2 separate regions of the Mus musculus genome follow, and region 1 is linked to region 2. A link is a contact called in public Hi-C data. All regions are on one chromosome and are shown on one strand. Each heading gives the region's core, a stretch centred on a gene start, on an enhancer-like site or on the middle of the called end of the contact. The rest is flanking DNA. Distances are from core to core; before and after follow the strand shown. Region 1 overlaps Kcnma1 (potassium large conductance calcium-activated channel, subfamily M, alpha member 1). Region 2 has its middle 27 kb from the start of A330001L22Rik.

Region 1 (4,532 bases), core at 313-2,812, 1.4 Mb after region 2:
TCCCCTTTATTCTGGTGGGTGGGAAGTAAACTCGTTGGAGAAAATGATGAAACCCTGCCTAGCTCAGCCCAATTTCCTTCAGGCTGCTACAAAGTTACACTTATAACTTTGTCCAAGATAAGACATATTAGAAGCGCATACAACCTAAGTGCAGGGGTCTGCCATGGACATTTCTTATCCCGAGCAGGGGAACTGATGGCAAGATAAAGTTACTGAACCTCTTGGAGAAGGGTTCTGTGGGTTATAGGAAGCTGATGTCTTACTGAGTGATCAACCTATCCTTGACTCTCAGCTTGTTGTTTCCTGTCGTCTGGGCAGAGATCTGGAAGGGAGGCCAGCAGGGACCAGCTTTTACTGAAAACTAATGACAATTGTTTTCTGAAAAGTCATTGTCAACAAAATCAGTTCTTGGAAGTAGAGTCCTGGACAGGGAACTGCTTCCCCACCATGTGCTGTGTGGTTTGGTCGGATTAATAACACTTTGTAAACCACACAGGCAAGGCAAAGAGTGTCCAGCACTGGCCAGCGCCCACCACTTATACCTGGAAGTTTCAAAAGCCCAGCACAGAAATGTCCTAATGGACGCTCAAAGTTAATGAATTAAAATTATTATTCATTTACAACATAAGTAAAGTATATCTTCCAAGTTACTAACAGGTAGAATACTAAAGAAAATAGGTAAATTATTCTCTCAATAAAAATGTCTGTCTCGTAAACAAGGCAGTATTTATCACATGTTGTACTTTTCTTTTTCTTTCTTTCTTTTTTTTTTTTTAAAGATGTATCTTTGGTTTAAAAAATAAATTTGAAAATAGGCTATACATATAGATAGAAGAAATAAACAGTTGTTGCCTATAGTTATGTTTTTAAAAAGTATTTAATATTTATTTTGGTAGTCTTATTTGGCTCATTGATAATGCCCAGGTTGAAAAACAAATCACTTTTTCTAAAAATAATTTTACTGAAATCTAAAACAAGACATAAAAATAAACCCTTATGCCATGTGTCAGGACTGACTTCTGGCCCCATAGAGAAAAGCAACACCCATTGGTGAACATGGATTCTAACTTGGTAATTCTTTGTGAGACAGCATCAAGTTGGAATTATTTTCAGACGGATATTAATCCAGTCTATTTATTAACTTTATAAACATGCCCTCCATATCCTGATGGGTACTGTGGGAATTAACCTGTATAACCAATAGATTAAAGACATGGCCATTCCACTCAGCAACAGCGGGAGGGTGGTGGGGAGGCAACTGGAGGCTGACTCTGCTTTCTGGGTCTTTGTCTTTTAAATTCAGTGAATGTTTACTTAGCTGGAACTTTCTCCAAGTGAGCATTAGACTGGGCAAATTGGATTTAAAAGAAATATCGCAAGTTGAGAGGTGTTGTTTTAATGGATGCATATCTCTTGCAAAAAGAGTTTCAGATATCCATCTTAGAGAAATAAAGGAGAATCAAGAGAAAGAGAAAAGGCAGGAAGTGAGGCAGGAGGATAGGCATTTAGAGGCCATCTGGGAGGGAGCATTTCATTTATAGGGTTGCAGTGCCACCTTCTGGTTACTTCATATTTCAAGTCCCCCTGATCTGAGGCCATCTATCTCACAATCTAAGCCTCAATGTGCAGCTGTACAACTGCAGTTCTCCAGCGCTGTTATACGTAAGAATTTTATTGCCCGTCAGCAGATTTCTAACCCACTGGTTGAAGTTTAATAATCTTCTGTTACCTGAAGTATAGGTTATATAAAAACCTAGCATGCTAATTGTTGACAAACCAATTCTAATACACAAAGCTCTGTAACTCACCCAGTAAATACCCAAATACATCAACAGAGAGAGCTCCTTTTTGTTCTAACAGTGTGCTATTAATACAACTGATCATTTAACATGAGATTCACAACGCGCATTTCAAAATATGGAGGAATCAGGGGCAAGGCTTCCCCTTATTAACTTCTCCTTTATTTACAATTGAGAAAGAAAAGAACATTCTCTCCTCCCCCTCCCCACTCCCCCCATTTTTGGAGAACAAGTTCCTTGACCACAATGCCATTTGGGAAATATGTTGATATAGCAAAGTCTGAATTATAAATACCTTATAGGCGTTTATATAAATACCTTCCATCTATAAGATGTTATATGGTTTTGCATGGTGATGAGGAAGTTGTGGGGAAGATATGTCACCGATACTGTGGGCAGAGAAACACTACCTGTCATTTTCTCTGGGGGGGGGGGGGAGATCACCGAGACGACGTGATAGCAAAGGAACACAATAAAGAGGAGAAGCCGGGATGTGATAGTGTGTCTGATTATATCTGCAAAGGAAACTGTGAAATAAATTAACACCAAGTACCCATGAGATGCGGATGGTAGCTCCACAGCCAGCAGTTGCTGTGCATCAGGGGAGGTTTCTGTTCAGTAGTAAGAGAACTAAAGTGCAGGTAGGCTGTGAATCTGGTGGTGATAACTAATGGCCACGCCACTTAAGACTCGGATTAGATCTCTAACAGGGGGAAAAATAAGAATAATAAAAGACTCTAAAGGACAGAAGAATGCAATAGGGTTTGTATTTTCACTCAGAAAATATAAACCCCAAATGGGATCAAAGGGGCCCAAGAAATGAAAAATGACAATTCCTCTGTCGACCCTGATCTTATCTCAAGCCACACTATCACATGATAATGCTCTGGGGTTTAGGGGAGGGCAGAACTGTTCTTTGGGTGCCAAGGAAGCAGAAGAACATTATGACCCACTCGGCCGAGAGAAACACACTCTAATTTCAAAAAGTTATTGAGATTTAATCTCTAAGAACTGCAAAAATAGCTCAGGCAACAACCAAAAGGGTGGCTCTCAACACCTATATGAGTCTTTGTGGGTAGGGAAGTATATTGGAAAGGCAAGATTTCAGTACTTCCAGGAAGATGTCATGCTGAGGTCCTCCCAATCCAGACTTCAGCTTCCTAACACAAACACGCTGATTTTATCTACCGATTATTCCTCCTTGATTTAGCATTGAAACACCTTAATTGCGTTCCTTTGCTATCACGTCTCGGTGATCTTCCCTACCCCACCCCCAGAAAAAATGACAGGTAGTGTTTCTCTGCCCACAGCATCAGTGACATATCTTCCCCACAACTTCCTCATCACCATGTAAAACAATATAACATCTTATAGATGGAAGGTATTTATAATTCAGACTTTGCCATATCAACATTAAAAGCAATGGTGTCTGTCTAAAAAATTGCTTTACATCCTCCCCATGATCTGAGTAAGACACTTGGATCAAGAGGATCAAGGGTCGGAGGACCTCACTTGAGCACATAGTCGCTCCCACCAGCTACATGGGAATTTGGCCAGGAAGATCATAAACATTGGGAAATGGTGGCATTTGTCTGCCACATGCCCTGGCAATACAGAGTTACCATTGGAGTTCCCAGAAGGGGTGGAAAAATAGAAAAAGTGGGTGGGTGGGGGTTCTAAAGGGATCCTGAGCTCTCAAGATTTAAGCTGTGAGTTGACTCTACGTAGACAGAGGGATAAGCCAGTAGTCTAGGCAACTAGCTACAGCTGGAGCAAACCCTTCCTTAGGAGAAAAGTGGATGAATAAAAATCAATGAGGAATAACAGGTAGATAAAATCAGCATGTTTGCATTAGGAAGCTGAAGTCTGGATTGGAAGGACCTCAGCAGGACATCATCCTGGAAGTAGTGAAATCTCGCCTTTCCAATATACGTCTCTACCCACAAAGACTCAGGCAACCGAATGACAAACAAGGAAGGGAAGACAGCAGCATCTTTAGATCAACCACAGAATTCAAACACCACATGACTGTCAGCAGAAAGAATCAGAGAGCTGTGTTCCATTCACAAGAAGCAGAGATCAGTTCTAGAATGATCTAAGAGTTGTCCAGTGGCCTAAAGAACCAGCTATTCAGCCACAATTACATTCTTCACGACAATATAAGGAAGCATGAAGAAACATACGCTCAATGAACCATAAAGACATATTCTTGACAGTTTCCATGTCACTCCCAAAGTGTCTGCTGAATTTCTACTATTCTTGGCTATGGTGTGCTGTATGACCAGAGTTCAAGGACCACTCGTTTCTATAAAAACTCATGAAAGCTACCCTGCATTGGGTTTCTCTGGGCTTTTGCAGGCTTTCAGAGGAGACTTACCAATTCTGACTTGAGGCTTGGGTACAGCCAGCCAAGACAGCTTGCCAGAGCTGGCGATACTTGAAAACTGAACTGTGAAATCAGCGTCAGCTAAAGTCTCCCTGATAGAGTTAGATGGTAAGTATTTTGGTGTTCAGGAACCAAATTTTGTTGGAACTACTCCACTTTGCTGTGACCCCCAAATGTAGCCAGGGACAGTAGGTGAATGAATGAGGGTAGCTGCATTGAAGTGGAAGTTCACCCATGAAAGAAGGTGAAGGGCCAGATTGGACCTTTGGGCCTGGGTTACTGATAGGTAAGTTTTAATTACCTTGAAGAAGCTAGGGAAAGAATAAGTCACAGGGAAATATCACATC
Region 2 (4,421 bases), core at 1,530-4,029:
TGAAGGGGAGGGTACACTAGAGCCCAAGACAACAGCCTGCCCAGGAGGTTCCATAGCCCTCAATGGACTGGAAAGTAGAGCTGGGGCTGCACTGTGTCAGACCCTTGAGAGCTGGAGAGATAGAGCAGCAGATAAAAGCACTTGCTTTTGCAGAGGCTCAATACTCACACTGGGTAGCTCCCCAGGTCTGCAATTCCAGCTCCAGGAGATCCAATGCCCTTCTCTGGACTCCATGAACACTCCTATACACATGGCGTGTGCACCTCCCCACACACTATAAACATAATAAGTATAAATGTTGAAGGCTGAGGAGAAGGTCCCGCGGTTAAGAGCACACACTGATCTTGCAGCGGAATTCATTCCTCAGCATTTGACATATGAGGTAGCTTACAACCCCCCTGTAACTCCAGCTCTGGAGGTTCCAACACATCTTCTGGACTTTGTGGTATGGGCACCTACACAGGACAATTTAAATACATTTTAAAAAGGTCATTAACAGACCCTGCCAAACATTTTCTCCAGCTAGACCCCACCTCATAAAACTACAACTTCGCCAAGTTGGGGAGAAAGCACTCAAACAGAAGAAGTTCTATAGGGTAGCTTCATATCCACACATTTATTCAGGAAGGTACCCCCTGCGACTTTTGCCCATGTCCCACCACAGTCTGCTTTGCTTCCTCAGGGCAATGGAAGCACCGGGTCATACCAGTTTGCCAATTGCTTCTTGATCGTCTCAGGAGGAATCATACCACTTATGTCCCACTAAATAGATAAGCTCTCTAAGGATGGCCTTTCATGATCCTAACTGGGCTCATTGAGAAGGATGGGCTGGACCCTACATGGCTACATAGCTGGCTGACCTACAATACACAAGTCTAGGGCCACAGGACCTCTTATGGCAAATGCCAGGGAAGGGTATGGACTATAGGGTATAGAAGGATGGTGCTGGAAGCCTCTGCCATCAGTTGAGAGAGTTGGAGCTCATGGGCGATCCCAGACCAGAGGAAGGTTTCCTAACAGGTTGAGCAAAGCTAAGGCTGGTTAGATACAAAAATTAGTGGTGGGAAAAAAAATGGGAAAATTAGTCTGGGTTATTTAAAAAGTTATTAGAAATCCATTGGGCTGGAGCGATGGCTCTGAAGCTAAGAGCACTGGCTGCTCTTCCAGAAGACCCAGGCTCAATCCCCAGCACCTATATGGTGGCTCACAGCCAATTACAATTCTAGTTTCAGGAGATGAGATGACTCCTTTTGGCCTCTGTGAATACCAGGTATACACATGGTTTGCAGACTTACACACAGGCATCACACACACACACACACACACACACACTCTAACAAAAATTTAAAAAGTTACTGGACATCCAAAGATAAGATATGCTAAAGGAAACCATCTTGTGTGGTGAAGTGATGCCCTGTAGGCTCCTTTTGTGGCCAAAAGCAGCTTTGCTAAGGAGAGATTGAACCCAGGGAGCAGGATTCCATCCTGGAGGACAGTACTGTCAATGGTTATTAAGGTGAAGTTGGCTCCTCTTGGGAGATATATCTGTGATATATGGCTATAGACACATATCTCTGAACAGAGCCCCTTTCTCCCTGCCCAGCCTAAGGCTGGAGAGAGGGCCGTGATGCCAGGCCTCTCTCCAATGCCTGGGGTTTTCCAAATGGGGGCAATTATCTATGTTAAGTTTTTGTTTTGAGACAAGGTATTAAGTAATGAAGATTGTCCTTATACTAATGGTATAATGAGGCTGGCCTTGAACTCCTGATCTTCCTGTCTCCATCTCCCCATGCTGGCATTACAGGAATGTGGCACCATCCCCTATATTTGGTTTTTTAAAAGGAGAAGTGGTTAGTCAGGACCAGAGTTCAGTTCCCAGTACCCTGTTAGACAGCTGAGTATCACTACCTGATACTCAGGCTCCAGGGGTTCTACTACTGTCTTCTGGCTTCCTTGTACAACTGCATGCACAGGCTTGTTGTACATGTACACAGGCACATACATATACATATGAAACATGCATGTACACATATACAGGCACACACATCTACATATAAATAAATAATTTTTATTTTTTTAGAAAAGTGATTCTTTGGTACTTGCTACATTTCTATTTGTGTGTGTGTGTGTGTGTGTGCGCGCGCGCGCATGCGTGTGTTTATGTTTCAGTTCAAGGGAAGTGTGACTAAACCCCAGTGGAAGTGCAGCTTTTTAGGGCCAGTGTCTTTATCACCGGGATTTCTCTGGACTCATCCTAACCCCACCACTCAGTGTCTAGGTAACCTCCCAGGCAAGTTCCTTAATCTCTCTGTGCCTCCACACTCAGGAACAACATGGCTCCATTCCATTTCCTGCTCACTTCCTCACTCCTGGGGTCACTTCCCAAATAAGCTGCCTGCTCACCTCCTCCTCTCAGAAGCTGCTCCTGCCAAACGAAGGAAAACTAATTGTGTGACCAAAGTGAGATCATTTTCCACAGTTGGCCGCCATGCGGTGCATAATAAGCAAGGCCCACGCACAGCCCAGAACGTACCAGAACATTTGCTTCATTAGGAATCAGCTCTCCCCTCCGGCTCAGAAGATGATGGACCTCCATTCCCCTCCCCCATGCAGAAGGTCTTGTAGGTAAGAGCTTGGTGACACGACCTCCCTCTGGCTCCTCTCACCAACCGTCTGTTCCTAATAACCCCACCCACGCACTAGAGCGGCTCTGACTTGATATTGCAGGACGCTGTCACTTGAAATTAATTGCAACTAATTAAAAATGATCCGGTTAGGACAATCGCACAATGGCGCTCCGGAGACCGCTTCATTCCCAGAGGTTTAGTGGCGTTCGTGGCTGCTGCAGTCCGGGTCTGCCGGATGGGGCCATATATCATCGTGTCATTTTACATTGTTATTTCTCTGAAAGCCGCAATTTAAAAGAGTCTCAGATGAACCATGAGCAACTTCGTGCTAAAAAGAAAAATGTTACTGTCCGAGATCTGAAAAATATAACTTATAGGCTCAAAGCAGCCTCTTGACATGAAAAGCAGTCTTAAGTTGGTGCTCTGATTTGCATATAATATATAATGCTGTAGTTAAAGGACCTACAAAACAGGCGGTGGCTTTGGAGCATCGATCCTCTGCCCCTTTGTTCAAACTGGGTCACTTACTGTTCCTGGTCTTCATTTCATCATGGGCATTCCTCACATAAGGAAATGGGTTGGCATCTGACCTCCCCAAGTTCCTGGGGGACCTAGGGTCCCTTCCCTCTGGTTTGGAAGGTTTATCCCATTTGGCCTACACTGGTCGCAGAAGCAGCAGTGCTCAAGGGAAGATCCATTTTTCAGGCATTGGTGTAGGGGATTGGTTAGCATTGGGATATTCAGCTGTGCTAAGCTGTTGAGCAGCCCTCACCTCCATGGGCCAGGAAAGGTGATTGGAGTGGATTTGGGCGTTGTGTTTTTTGTGATAATATGTCACTGGCTTCCCATCTAGCTTTTCATGGTATCCGTGAGCCTTTCCTTACAGAGCAGGATAGACATGGACTTTGTTTTTTGTTTTTAGATTTATTTATCTGTGGATTTTATGTGTATGGGCATTTTGTCTGCATGCACATCTCCACACCAGAAGAGGGCACTGGATTCCATGGGACTACAGTTATACATGGCTGCGAGCCATCATGTTAGTGCTGGGGACTGAACCAGGTCCTCTGGAAGAGCAGCTAGTGCTCTTAACCACTGAGCCGTCTCGTCTCTCCAGCCCAGAAGCAAGCTTTTGAGCAGAAGAAAGGGTACTAGAAAAGTGCCTTTCATTACTACTTTTTAAAAATGCTCTGGCTCCTTTTATAATTTCTTTAAAACAAACAAACAAACAAACAAACAAACAAACACAACACAACACATCTCTGCAAAACCGAGACAGGAAGTTAAAAGAACAAAACATTAGGACAGATACAGCAATGCATGTCTATAATATTAGCACTTGGGAGGCTGAGTCAGGAGGATTTTGGATTCAAGGCTAGCCTGGGCTAAATAGTAAGTTCTAAGATAGCTTGGGATATGTAGCTAGACCCCATGACAAATAAAATTCAACAAACAAACAAAAATTTAGAATGATCAGGATGATTAAGAATAGCTGGCTGTGGCCACACAGACCTGCAATTCATGTACTTAGGCAGAGGCAGAGGCAGAGGCAGAGGCAGAGGCAGAGGCAGAGGCAGAGGCAGAGGCAGAGGCAGAGGCAGAGGCAGAGGCAGAGGCAGAGGCAGAGGCAGAGGCAGAGGCAGAGGCAGAGGCAGAGGCAGAGGCAGAGAGGCAGAGAGGCAGAGAGGCAGAGGCAGAGGCAGAGAGGCAGAGGCAGAGAGGCGAGGCAGGGCAAATAAAGACCTAGACAGGTAAGTATCAAGGGCAGGTACATGCACAAAGTATATATGCAAG

Evidence for each region. A called contact is a pair of places that touch in the nucleus more often than the background predicts.
Region 1: a contact with region 2 is called in a Hi-C map of stem cell-derived motor neurons, with 3 times the contacts expected there. The contact joins two enhancer-like sites. A contact is called at or near these places in 3 of 39 promoter capture datasets (3T3-L1-derived adipocytes, pre-B cells and stem cell-derived epiblast-like cells), 5 of 15 datasets of contacts at CTCF or cohesin (the NIH/3T3 cell line, embryonic stem cells, large pre-B cells and 2 more), 77 of 484 Hi-C or Micro-C datasets (the AML12 cell line, B cells, the Ba/F3 cell line and 46 more), 5 of 115 datasets of contacts at active chromatin or transcription factors (differentiating embryonic stem cells, embryonic stem cells, large pre-B cells and 1 more) and 3 of 9 other capture datasets (embryonic stem cells, embryonic tail and embryonic trunk).

The regions. Positions count from the first base shown.
Region 1 is chr14:23,399,724-23,404,255 of GRCm38.p6, forward strand. The region is part of intron 19 of Kcnma1 (potassium large conductance calcium-activated channel, subfamily M, alpha member 1); the gene reads right to left. Among named protein-coding and RNA genes, the nearest start is that of 5430425E15Rik, 110 kb to the right of the region's middle. Within about 2 kb of position 1,563, at least 35 of the 459 cell types and tissues checked have an H3K27ac peak or open chromatin away from gene starts, as enhancers often do. A contact at or near this core is called in stem cell-derived motor neurons, where this site is marked.
Region 2 is chr14:21,960,157-21,964,577 of GRCm38.p6, forward strand. No RefSeq gene overlaps it. Among named protein-coding and RNA genes, the nearest start is that of A330001L22Rik, 27 kb to the right of the region's middle. Within about 2 kb of position 2,780, at least 6 of the 459 cell types and tissues checked have an H3K27ac peak or open chromatin away from gene starts, as enhancers often do. A contact at or near this core is called in stem cell-derived motor neurons, where this site is marked.